Linked DNA regions of Rattus norvegicus: region 2 is linked to region 1. The links are chromatin contacts, called in public Hi-C maps. All regions are on one chromosome and are shown on one strand. The core of a region is the stretch at or near the end of the contact, and the rest is flanking DNA. Distances in the headings are between cores, read along the strand shown. Region 1 overlaps Xpnpep1 (X-prolyl aminopeptidase 1). Region 2 holds the start of Add3 (adducin 3).

The links. A called contact is a pair of places that touch in the nucleus more often than the background predicts.
Region 2: a Hi-C map of Schwann cells shows a contact between it and region 1, with 8 times the contacts expected there. The contact joins the promoter of Add3 here to the enhancer-like site in region 1. A contact is called at or near these places in 7 of 12 Hi-C or Micro-C datasets (the A7r5 cell line, Schwann cells, frontal cortex and 4 more) and 1 of 1 datasets of contacts at active chromatin or transcription factors (oligodendrocytes).

What each region holds. Positions count from the first base shown.
Region 1 is chr1:262,021,356-262,027,830 of GRCr8, reverse strand. It overlaps Xpnpep1 (X-prolyl aminopeptidase 1), which reads left to right. Exons shown (of 21, transcript NM_001398660.1): 6 at 123-215; 7 at 493-636; 8 at 2,171-2,266; 9 at 4,337-4,418; 10 at 6,112-6,322. Among named protein-coding and RNA genes, the nearest start is that of Xpnpep1, 32 kb to the left of the region's middle. Within about 2 kb of position 4,145, at least 29 of the 93 cell types and tissues checked have an H3K27ac peak or open chromatin away from gene starts, as enhancers often do. A contact at or near this core is called in Schwann cells, where this site is marked.
Region 2 is chr1:262,150,312-262,156,786 of GRCr8, reverse strand. It overlaps Add3 (adducin 3), which reads right to left and starts at 4,019. Exons shown (of 15, transcript NM_001164103.1): 1 at 3,821-4,019. LOC134484107 (a long non-coding RNA gene) reads right to left here. Exons shown (of 3, transcript XR_010061452.1): 3 at 5,381-5,904.

The DNA of each region.
Region 1 (6,475 bases), core at 2,896-5,395:
GGACTTTTTGTGGCCAAGACTTAGGCTCAGCTTAGACAGAGGCTGGCTGTGGGCAGGGGCTTTGCTCTGTGATCTTGGCCTTGTCTGTAAAAGGAAGCCACTTAGGAGTTCTGTCCTCCTAGGTCTGAAGGACACACCGACTCAGGAGGACTGGCTGGTGAGTGTGCTTCCGGAAGGATCCAGGGTTGGTGTGGACCCTCTCATCATTCCCACAGGTGAGTGACTTGGTCCTTTCCGGCCTCCTGGACTCCTCTGTAATTCTCCATGTTTGCTGCTGGGATCTGGGGCATTCGGGACTCAATACGACTCGATGTCACGATCGAGGGTCAGCTACAGAAGACATGTCTGGGACAGGCAGGGAAGGTGGCGACGTTCTTTATTCTGTGAGCCCGGCACCGAGGAATGCCTTTCAGAAGAGGCTGGCCCAAACCCTGCAATTTGCCTTAGGTGAAACGAGTGTTCATTTGTGGCTGGCCATGTGCTTTTCTTCAGATTACTGGAAGAAGATGGCCAAGGTACTTCGAAGTGCTGGTCACCACCTCGTGCCTGTGAAGGAGAACCTTGTGGATAAGATCTGGACAGACCGGCCAGAGCGCCCTTGCAAGCCCCTCCTCACACTGGGTCTGGATTATACAGGTCAGAGCCATAGCTGTGACTCCGAGAGCCTGCCTTGCCAACCCATCTTGTTAAAGTCATATTCAAGGCGCTGTTATGGAGTTGGTAGATGCCGTTGTATGCAGCCTTGTCTCCGGCACAGGTTCTGGCCTTACCACAGGACTGTGCCTCACCTGGCGTGGATGGCCAGTTGACCAGGCGGGCTCTAGCGCCTTCCGCTTTTGCTGTCTTCTTGCCACCTACTTTGGCTCAGTCTGTGGTGGCAGAGCTTTTCTGGTGGTGTTGTGGGTGCTGGGGGAAGACCAAAGCTTTCCCCTGGTTGGCAACTGCTCCTGACCCTGGGCCCACTTCCTCTCTTGTGGCACTCGTGGGGCTGCCCTCCAGGCCTCCCTGGGTTGTAGCTTACGGTGTAGAAGTTTAGATGTGGCTGTCTCCTGGCCTGTGAGAGTGTGTGAGCCGCATGTACTGCCAGGCTTCTGTGGGAGAAGAAAGTGTGGGTTAATGGAGACAGTGAAGGCTAGAAGGAGACTGGAGGTGGGGCTGCAGGGGAGGGCCTTGCTGTAGAAACAGGGAGGTGGCTGGGGACGTCTGGAATGTAGGCAGATTGCCAGAGGGGTCCTGGGAAGAAAGTATCACAGCTCAGACACTGGCCAAGTTTTAAACAGCATTCCCCGGGCTGATCTTCAAAGCAGTCTGTGGTTGTGGGCAGCCCCAGGCTTGTTTTCCTGTGTGACACCCTCATTGGGGTGCGTGGCTTATGGGGAGGATGAGTTCAGCGAGTGGCCCAGGGTCAGCTTACTACTTTCCATCAGCATGGTTGAAGTTGTCTTTTAACTGAAATAGAGCCTCTGACCTGTCGCTGCAGGAGAGAGCGCCCAGATACTGCTGCCCAAGGTTCTGTTTTGGAAGGCTCATGACACTGCTAGGTGCTGGGTAGACCAGTGCCTACCCTGTTCATAGGTAGCTAGTGAGAAGCTAAGTTACAGATGCTTCTGTAGTGAGGTGACTTCCTCAGGTGCCACACTGCATTCTGGGAGTGTGACTTGGAAGCAGTATTCACAGTGAGTTAGGTCAGCCTGCAGCAGGGACTCTGGTCTTAGCCCCAAGTCTTTGGGCCCAAGAAACGCAAAGCGAGTTTCACAGGGGAGGTCTGCTGTGGAGAGTGTACTCAGATAGTCCAGGCTCAGTCACACTAGCCTCTATGTGCTAGCCCATGTAATTGCCAGTCTAACTGTACGTGCTGCCCTGTGGACTGTAAGTCCAACAGGGAGGAACTTGGTGTGTCCAGAGCCATAACTGCTCCAAGCAGTAGGACCCCTGGTAGATGCTGCGCCTGGTAGGTCTGGGTGCTGCGTAGGCCTTTGGGGGAGGCAGGCAGGGCTCAGGGCAGTCAGGGGACTTGGCAGAGTCGTCTTCCTTCTGTAGGGATGGACTCTACGCTGCACGCCTGCCGTGAGAAGTGGTACTGTGTGCGAGGGTTCAGCATAGCCTTCTCACCTGGCTTCTGACTTCCGAGGGTCATAGAGGAGGCAGACGCTCATTTGTTTTCTTACAGGCATCTCGTGGAAGGAGAAGGTTGCAGACCTTCGGTTGAAAATGGCAGAGAGGAGCATCGTGTGGTTTGTGGTCACTGCCCTAGACGAGATTGCATGTGAGTACTCTGGTTTCACTGCAGGGGCATTACCTGATCTCCTCCTTGGGCCTCTGGGAATCTGTGTTTGTGCCATTCAGCTCTGTGAATGGTGAGGGAATTCGTAACAGTGTCTTTAAATAAGAGAGCAAATGCTGGTTAGCACAAAGGAGGGAGCATTACAGTTGGAATAGGGATGGCCCACCTGACAGAACAGCGCACACACAGCCAGGGGCTCCTGGTGAATCCGGTGTGTGATGCCTGCCTCTGGCCTCGCAGTCTGAAGGACTGACTTCTCTGAGGAAGAATATTCTAAATATTTTTTTTTTGTGTTGCTCTCTCTTTATACTTAAATAGTTTCTAAGATCTTCACCGAGAGAGTATTCTAGTCAAGTTTTTACCTCAGAAAACTTAACAGGAAGGTCTTCTCTAGGTCCTGCCCCTTAATCTTCTGACTTTCCACTACCCCTGCTGTTCAAAACCTGTCCTCTCCCAGAGTTTGAAGGAGCCTGAGTGAAATGCTCTCTCCTGTCCTGCTCTGACTGGATTTGATTCAGGGAGGCTTGGAAGAGGCTTTTGTGCATTTTATCTCTCCACTGGAGGAAGAAAGCCCACTGGGGATGTCCCGCCTCTTCCGTCCCCAGACTTTGTCAGATGTCTGTGATTGTTGTCTCGAATTAACCCTGCCTCAGAGGGAAAAACACACAAAAGTGCTTTCTCTCTTTGAAAATAAAACAAATATGTCCCTATTTTGGAGACCCTCTGAAGTGCAGAGGAAGTAGAAGAAAAATAAGATTCACTCACAAGCCTTTTCCCTAGTGACAGCCATTGTTGACATTTCTGTGTATCTGTCATTCAGCCTGGTGTTCTAGACGTGTCAGTGTGCTGGGAACAAATATAAACGCAATTTAAGCATTAAGAATCCCCTCAAATGGTGGTGCTAAGGTCTGCCTGACAGCTTCCATTTGGAGGCCTTTGCGCTATCTCCAGCTTCTCCATAAGTTACTGTGGTTCTCTCGTCCGGAGCATGGCTCATACTCACATATCTCAGTTTCTGGTCATTTTGCCTTCCTATTTCTGGTTGATTTTGTGGGTACTCTTGTGAGTGTGAGGGTGAGCGTGTGGTGGGACTTCTGACACATCCATTCTGTCACACGTCAGCAGCCCCAAGTCCCTTCATTTCAGAAGGAGGTAGTAAAGCCCGATGGGAGGCAGGCCTCTAACCCAGCACTTGGGAGGCAGAGGCATGTGAATCTGAGTTCGAGGCCAGCCTGGACCACCTAGCAGGTTCCAGGCTGTCTACGGCTACACAATGAGACCTTGTCTCCAAAAAATAAAACACTCAAGAGTCAGTATGAGGTTAAACCTTTCTACTTTCTTTGAGAAGCCATTATTTTAACATAGAGGGGGCGGCTGCTTTTTGTACTTGGCCTTTTCGCTCCCTTATCTTTGAGAGCAAGCATTGGAGCGGCAGCCAGGCCCAGAGCTGCACTGTCTGCTTGTCTGTTAGGCTTCTCAAGTGTTCGGTGACCTCATCAGACTCCAGCCCCTGGCTCAGGGCAGGTCCTCCACCCAGCCCAGTAACAGCCCACTGTGGCTGAGCCACAGCCTCCTGACTCACGACTTCCGGCTCTGAGGAGAGCTCTGTGTAGGTGGAGCTCAGTGGGGTCTCTATGTCACCACCTCCACTTCAGACTTTCTGTCCTAGGTCGTTTGCCTTGGAATAGAGAGATTGCATGTGTCCCCCTTATATTTGAGGGGGTCAGAGTCTGTTTGCAGCAGCGCTGAGCTTGGCAGATTCCCACAGTCAGTTACCAGTTTCAGCTCTTTGGGGGACACTGGTTATGACTTTTTGATCCTACTCCCTCCTCAGGCTTGCAACATGGCCAACTAGGAAACAGTTCTGGCGCCATCAGGTGGCCGACACCAGCATCTGCAGCTCAGTCGTGGAACCCTGAGAGATGTGGAATCCTTTGATAGGAGCTGAATTCTAAGCAGAAACTCCTCCCTCCCCAAAAGCTACCTGTAAAGCCTGACCCTGGAGCCAGGCATTGAAAGGAACCATTTTAAAGAAATTGCTTTCCTTTTTAGGGCTGTTCAATCTCCGAGGGTCAGATGTGGAGCACAACCCGGTGTTTTTCTCCTACGCAATCATAGGACTAGAGAGGATCATGTAAGTGCTCTCTCCCACCCAGATACCCCCTCCTGGCCCTCACCCCACCGTTGCTATGCTTGCTTTCTCACTTTAGAACTCCTCCTTCATCCGCTTGTCCTTGCCTGTCCTAACAGGTGTTTGCTTTAATCCTGCCTTCCCTCTAAACCTCTAAATGTCTTGAAATCTACAAAATTATTTATAGTAACACAAGACTGAGAAATAAGTGTGTGAGACTATCAGAGCACAGATGCTGTGAGGTTCTTCATGAGGTTCCTGCTGTGTGATCTGGCCCAGGCCACACAGGTTTCAGGTTTCCCAGAAGGCAGTGCGGAGGGAGCAGCATAGGCTTAGCTGTATGGTTCTGGACCCCAGGCGTCTTAAAGGTCAGCAGCAATATGGGGAATCATGGTCTATGGTCTGCTGTCTTGCCAGTTTTACCACTTCAGACATTACTTTCAGGCTAACGTCATTGTCTTTCTGTTGAATGGGATTATAGTTCTTTGCTCTTGTGATAGAACACTCTGATTGGAAATAACTTAGGGGAGGAAAGGATGACCTTGACTTACACTTCATGCCACAGTCCACCATTGAGGGGAACCAGGGCAGGAACTCAAACAGGAGCTTGAAGCAGGGCCTTGTTTAGCTGGCTTTCTCTCTTTCTTTTTTCTTTTCTTTTCTTTTCTTTTTTTTTTTTTAAAGATTTATTCATTTATATGAGTACACTGTCGCTTTCTTCAGACACACTAGAAGAGGGCATTGTTACAGATGGTTGTGAGCCACCATGTGGTTGCTGGGAATTGAACTCAGGACTTCTGGAAGAACAGTTGATGCTCTTAACCACTGAGCCATAGCTGGCTTTCTTATATAGCACAGAATCACCTGCCTAGGGAATGGTGCCACCTGCAGTGGGCGCATGCCTAAGGAATGGTGCCACAGGCAGAGGGCTGGGCCCTCCTGTATCAACTGAACCAAGACAATCTCTCAGAGATTTACCCAGTAGCCAATCATTTTGGCCTGTCCTCAGCTCATTTGCACTTCTCAGACAATGGTAGGCTGTGTCAAGTTGACAGTTAAAACTTAACTACGGCAGGGGCCAGGTGTGTCTGTACACATCTTTAATTCCAGTTCTCAGAAGGCAGAAACAGGCAGATATCTGAGTTTGGTCTACATAGTTCCAGGACAGCTGGTGTTACAAAGTGAGACCGTGTCTCAAAAAAACCACCAACCAACCAACCACTAGCAGCAGCAACAACAAGTCCGTCCTTTCTTCTTTTTACTTAATGTGTAAAATAGAGGGTTCATCGTGACACTCTACATGTATTTATCATTGCACCGTGCTCATGTTTGGACAGCTCACTTATTGACTGTGAACTGTGTTGGGACTGGTATTGGATGCTAGCATGAATGGCAGCGTCCTGGGTTACAGTTGAGAAGCTGAGCTCTCCTTTCCCTGAAGGGTTCAGGCATATAAGTGGGGGACCAGCCCGTTAGGGGTGGATGTGTGTGCACAGGAAGGGCTATCGTAGGTGTGTAAGAGGAGATGGCTGGAGGAAAAAGGAAGCATGTTGAATCAAAAATGAAGGCTAGGTGAGCTGTGGTGGTGGGCAGAGGTGGGGTGAGAGGAATCTCGGAAAGGGACGGCGTGCCCTCCTCTGTCTTTCGAGTGGGGTGAGCCATCATATGTGAGTGGGGTGAACCCCGATCCCCACAGGCTCTTCATCGACGGGGACCGCATTGATGCGCCTGGTGTGAAACAGCACCTGCTCCTTGACTTGGGCCTGGAGGCAGAATATAAAATCCAGGTGCTGCCTTACAAGTCCATCCTGAGTGAACTCAAGACCCTGTGTGCTGACCTGTCCCCGAGGGAGAAGGTGTGGGTCAGTGACAAAGCCAGCTATGCTGTGAGCGAGGCCATCCCCAAGGTGAGTGGCCTCAGTCCGCCCTGTCTGTACGGGGCTGGCACCTTTGTGGTTCTGATGAACAGAGCTGGATGGGCTCTGACCTGTGGTCTCTGCCTGAGCCCAGAGCTGGATCCTGGAGTGGAGCCTCTGAGGCCCTTTAAACTCCTTGGGTTT
Region 2 (6,475 bases), core at 2,770-5,269, 130 kb before region 1:
AGAAATGCTTCATTGTTTTATTAACGTCTCTTAACCAACTACCTGAAGAGCTCCTTAAACTATGGTTAGCATTAGGTAATAAATTGCTGGGGTGTTTTTCCTTTAAAGCAAGTATTACCAACATGCTGACACTCCTGGGTCAATTAATTTTAAGTTAGCAAAGATTAAATTCTATCTTTAACGAGGTGGGAAAACTGTAGAAAAGTGTCCCACCACTATTCATCACTAAAGTTAATCAGATCAATTTTAGTAAAAAAGAAAAGTTACCCTGCAAGTTAATACGAGGGGAAGGGGATTTAGCTATAACATCTTCCAGAGGTGCTCAAAAAGAAACAATTCTATCACTGAGTCAGCCTTGTACTTTAAATATACGAGTCATTCTATTGGCCAGGTAACTTCATTTTAAAAGGACACATTACACTATACTCTTACTAGAGATTTGCTAAAACCCAAGCAGTACATACATGTTCAGCACACTAAGGATGGAGTCCATTCTAAGAAAGGCAATCATTTCATATTGCTAACTCTAAAATTTCTATAATTTTGTAATAATTCACAGTGAAGAACTCACACATGTTTATGTAGCTCATCCCCAGCCCCAGAGTCTTATCAATTCCTTCCTGAGCCTTGCTCCTAATCCTCACTCAAAGCCTCTGGGCTGAGCTAAATCCCACACCACTCTAGCAAAGTCAATTCCAAGAGCACATGTGCCAAGGATATTTAGTGGTTTTCCTTACACTCCCACTTTAAACGGGCATCTACTTACAATTAAATCTCTGCAACAAAAAAGTTCACCTGAGGCCATTCTTGTCATTTTAATAGAGGCCTGGCTTAATAGTGGCCTTGCCTCAGCTATTACATACCTCCAAAGAGGTTGGAAGTGTCCCAAACACCAGCAAACCAAACCTGCTGCCAACTGGGCTGTCACCCCGCAAAGAAGAATAAAGTAGCAGGAATGCTTGAAGGGGTATAGTGTGTGTGTGTGTGTGTGTGTGTGTGTGTGTGTGTGTGCGCTTTTAGTGTGTGTGCTGGGGAGGGTCACACCGATTAGATAAAGTGAACAATTTCAACTTGTGACTGAAGTTTCTTAAGCCACGAAGGGGGACGCGGGGGGAGGGGGGAACAACAACAAATCAAGACGGTCTTCTTCCACCTTCTCCAAGCGCGGGAACCTCCTACCGTCCCGGCGCGCACCTTTGGGGTCAGCAAGGCTCCGGGCAGAACAGGATTTTGCAACCCCACTCCCTCGCGGGGGGAGCGGGGACACCCCGGTGAGTCGCGGCCCACTCTGCGGCGCCCGAGACCCGACCTCGCGCCGCCGCACCCGGACTCCTCGCCCCCAGGTCTGCTCTCCTCCGCCCCGTGGGGCTCGCGTTCCCGCCCCAGGCACGGTTCACCTGAGGCCGCGCGGCCAGCCAGTCAGAAGTCCCCTCGCGTGGGAAGCGCGGCGGGACCCCCCGGCCCTCCGCTCCCGCAGGATTACCTCGCAGCGCAGCCAGCTTTGTGCCCCCCTCCTCGCCACCGCCGGGCTGCAGCGGCCGCCCGGTCCGCCGCAGCCGCCTCTTAACGTCTCTCGGCTCCGGGGGGGAGAGGGCCGGGAAGGGAGGGGGCGTGGAGACGAGGGACCTGGACGCCGAGACCGCGGCAGCAGGAAGCGGCGACACCTAGTCTGCGACGCGTCTAGCTCTCGCTGCCTCAAAACATCATTTAAAGCCCTTTCCTCTCGCTGCAGCCCCGCGCCCCGACGACCGTTACCGGCGGGCGCCTCGCGCTCTGGCGGGACCAGCCGAACTACCCACGAACGTCCTCTACCCCGCCCCCTTGGGCCCCGCCTCCACAGGGCCCATGACTCCGCCCCTACAAGCTTAGTCCCTTTTAATACCCCGAAGGCCCCGCCCCACAGGCGGGAGAGCCTTAGCTCCTCCCACCATAGCCCACGCCTTGACTCCGCCCCCTGCAGGCTTGACCCTTCCAGCACCCCAGCTTCAGTGCTCCGCCCCACATGGCCCGAGAGCTCTGGCCCCGCCTCTTACAGGCCACGCTCCTGCGCCCTTCACTCCGCCCAGTACGGGCCGGGCCCTCGTAGCTCAAGAGCGTGCCCCTGGCTCCGCCCTTCGCGGGGCCAGCGTTCTTGCTCGTCCCAATAGGCCACGCCCCCAACAGGCTCTCACAGTCCAGGCCCCGCCTCTGCTGCCCCTTAAGATCTCTAGCCCCGCCCCTCGAGGCCCCCTTGGAGCTGCAAGCTCAGTATCTGTGCAGCTGCGGCAGTGGGGGCCTACGTGCTCCGCAGGCGGAGGGCCTGTTGCAGGCCGCCTGCCTGGCGCCTCTGCAAGGTCTTCCTCCCTCGGTGCAGCTCCGATCCGCTGCGGGAGAAGGAAACGACCCTGAGAGAAACCCGACTGAAGGTGGGAGGTTGACGCCACGGAAACATCTGCCTCCCCAGTCCCAACGGTCTTCCCCCACCCAGTGAATCTGAGCTGAACCGCTGCTTTCGGATCGAGCTTCTGCGGCCCACTGAGGCTGCTGGGCTTTTGGGGGGAGAGGCCACAACAGTTGGACTTCGGCACGGCCCCCACAGGAGGGGCCTCGATTTTCTTCCCAGCTCATTTGCGTTTGGGGGAGCCTCCCGCCTTCACTCGCTACCACAGAGGGACGAGGCAAGGGCCTTTATATTCATTTGGACCAGCCCAAACTCTGCACTCCTACTTTGGCTAATTGCCTCTTAAACCTTCTGAGAGCTGACCTCTTGGGAGATGAAAAGTCTAGGCTCCGCCAGCAGCCTTCAAAATCAGTCTAAGGCCAGGCAAACTTTGCAGCACTCATTTGCAGAGTCGGGGATCCCTCCACAGGTGACACTGGGCTGCCCACCCCCGCCTCCCAGACGTGTTTCTCACCCCAACCTATTCTCGAAATAGACCTCCAGGCGCACGCTGCTCTCCTCCGCCACCCACGGCTTGCACACCGCTCCGGCACACATGCCCTCTCCACTGCACGAATTCACCCTCAAGCACACTCCTCCCAGCGCCATTCTAGTGATTCATGGTCCCTGGGGTTAACCCCACCCTAACACACACAGCAAACTTCATTCCCCACCCTTATCTCCCGTCCTTTCCAAGGCACTGGCGACAGGCCACTTCATTTCCTTCCTCATCTGCAGGCTCTCTTCCCCCTCAAATACTTCGCGCCAGCCCTCTCATCTTCATCCCCCTTTCCCTAAAAACGTGCTAATTAAAATGTAGTTTCCTCTTCCCACATATGAAGTGTGGCAAATGAATAGCGTTCTTGGCACACAGTGCAATTCATTTATCCTCCTCTCTCCACTGGACTAAAGCTACAGAAATTTTAGTCTACCACTATCACCCATTTGCTCAAAAAAAATAAAAGACCATGCCTTCTTATTTTTAAACACTCCTCAAGGATCGTGGGGGAAGTCTTGCTACGCCTTAAGGAGAAAACGATATCTAGGAAGCGCTCAGTCCGTCATTTTATTTGCCATTTAAAAATATCTGCAGTGTTTGAGAGCGAGATTGGGAGTGGCTGTGTTTTCTGCATTTAAAAAGAAAAAAATGCTTCGCATGCATCAAGGTTAGCCTTTTTACGCATAGCAAAAAAAAAAAAAAAGTACGCTAGGAGCACGTATCATATAATTGTCTCTCCTACCCAGGACGTGTGTGTGTGCCAGACAGAACTGTAGACCCCAAGCCATCTCCAAAGGACGACAGATTCACATAACGTTTTAAGCATGGCTGATGAGGAGTGCATTCCGAGAGCATTGCCTTTCCCACGCGTTCTGAACAAAATGGGGAAGAGCTGTGCTTACCTGCAGGCGATCCAAAGCTGCTTTGCGTGCAGGGGAGCCGACGCGTGTCCGTCTTCCCGGCTAGGTGTGGATTCTGCAATGCTGCACTGAAACCCACTGCAGCCGCGGAGCAGCGGCAGCGGCGGCTGCTTCTCCCAATGCTGAGTTGTAAAGTGTGTGACTTAGAGACTCCACGGTTGCCGTGAGGCGCTGGCTTGGAAGAGAGGAGGCGGAATCTTTCTTAAAGGAATGGGTTTGGTTTTTCCTCTCCACTGTTGCTTCATCAGATGTAAAGGGGCGGGCGGGGGGGGGGTGGGGGGGTGGAATCAGGAAATTTTTTTTAGACTGAGCAAAGCAGTTCAGCTGTGGGAGGTCAAGGTTAAAATTAACTGGGTGAAGGGAGCGAGTCAATGAGAAATGCTCGAAGCACTAATTTTAAAGAGCCCTCTCTACTAATATTGGGGTTAATTGCCAAAGTAAAACTGTGTGCCTCGAAACGGATCAACAACGTGTGCTAATCTTTAATTTCCAACCACTGTATTAAATAACCATAGAAAGAGAGGCTATTTAGTATTTACTAAAGGAAGTATGAAAGGAATAATTATATAAACCTCATGTGAGTGCTAACGCCTATAAATATAGCTGAAACTTCTAATATGTCTATATTTACATTCGTCTATTTATACACATATTTATATTGCATATTATATCTGTAATATGTTACATTAATTATATATAATCTGGGAGGTATGTATTTTTTGAGACAGGGTCTTGCCATGTAGCCTCGGCTGGCCTAGAAATAGTTATGTGGCGCAGGCTGGCCTCGAACGCAGAGAACTCTGCCTGCCTCTGCTTCCCAACTTCTATTAGTACAGGTGTGTACCGCTGTACCGGTTCTAATATATTTTTTGACGTTGGCATTTAGAATCAGAAAATATATTATTGATAGATTTCAATAAAATCTATTATATCCAGATTAAAATGTATCTAAATTAATTTTAGAAAATTATAACAGGGTATACTAGTCTATTGAGTGAAAATTCACAAATTAGAAAACAGGAAATTCAAGTGGCTTTGTTTCAGTGTTTCTAAATCTACTATTAAGATCATTAAAATGTGCTCTGCCCATCAGAAGTCTGCATGATAGCCTCATATTCTGTTTGTAATGTTCCTTCATTTAAGCACTGAGCTTCGATTACCTTTTCCATTATACAGAGTGTGGAGGCATGGTCTCCAAATAAGAGTAGATAAAAACACAGAAAATATTCTGCCATTGGTTTTTCTTCCCATGGCTTTAGTGGATGACCTATACGGTATTGAGCAAGTAGCCAGCTACATTTGGCCCTTAGGCCTCCATTTTGTAAAATGTGGGATCTGGGCTGAAATTTCCATGAAGAGAATGAACACTAAAAGTGCCATTTCCAATTCCGGCCGAGTAAAGATGGCTTTGTGGCATTCCTGTGTTTCTGTCGTCTGGCGCACTGAGTTCCTTCAAGTGTGAGTTGAGCTAAAGCTTGAGAGGGGCTGGTAGAGTGCTGGAATAACGAGCACAAAATCCTGGGCTCGATCCCCAGGCCGGGAAGGAGGGGTGGTAAGTTTTCATTTTCAATGCGATCGGAATTGATTTGCTAACCCGAAATTATTTTTGCTAGTCACGTAATTGCTCTGTAAAGTGAATAAGCAAGTGCAAATGAATTAGAATTGTATGCCCAGACGACCAATTGCCCACCGACAACCAATAGCCCACCCATGACCAATTGCCCACTGACGATCAGTTGTCCTGAAGCCCAGCCCTTCTGTTACAGGTCCTGATGATGGCGCACTGTCACACATGTTACAGCTGGTTCTTCTTGGTGCTCCTATGTGATCTCAATCACTATGAATAACTTCTTCCGTGTGCTGAGCACTGACTTTAGGGGAGCATGCTCTCGCTGAAAGCACTACTAAACCCGGAGTCTTGCTAGATGGTCCTCCTGCCTCAGCATCGCTGGGAGCTGGGCTTAGAGGTGAGTACCACTTCACTCTGCAGTCATGCTCTCTGGACCTGGCTTTTATTTAAAGGCTGGCGCATCATCTGGTGAGTTAGAACAGATTGTAGAGCGCACCTGTGGATTTCAGAGATGGGAAGCGTGGAAATCCATTATGGACAGAGCTGGAGTAAATGCCACATGCCCATTCTTCACCCGCAAGCAAGGGGGGTAAGGGATACACCTGAAATTGGTCGAGTTTTGTATATCCACCTTGGGGGCTTAACAAGGCTTGTCAACAAAAACAAAGTAGCTACATTCAAAATCACCGTCTGTGCGCACCTAGGGTACCCTAAAGAAATATACGAACCAGCATTTATATAACATAGTATCAACACAAATTTGACCTTCAGGTTTGAACATGTTTACACCAGAAAGAGAAAAAAGTTGTCAAGAGAAGTGTTAAAAAATAAAAAAGTAAAAAAGTCAACAAGGGGGGACACCCCAACCTCCCATTAGCAAACTCTTATTTATCTTATAGAACCTTCCAGTAGCCATCGTTTCCTTGGGCGCACTGGTGCCTTGGCTTTGGTTTGCATCCTCAAACATGCCTGCCACAAGGGAAAGATTTTTTTTTTTTTTTAGGAGCCATGGAAATGAAAGCCTTATATAAATGTTTTTCTGGTTTTTGGAGAAGCTTTAGGAATAC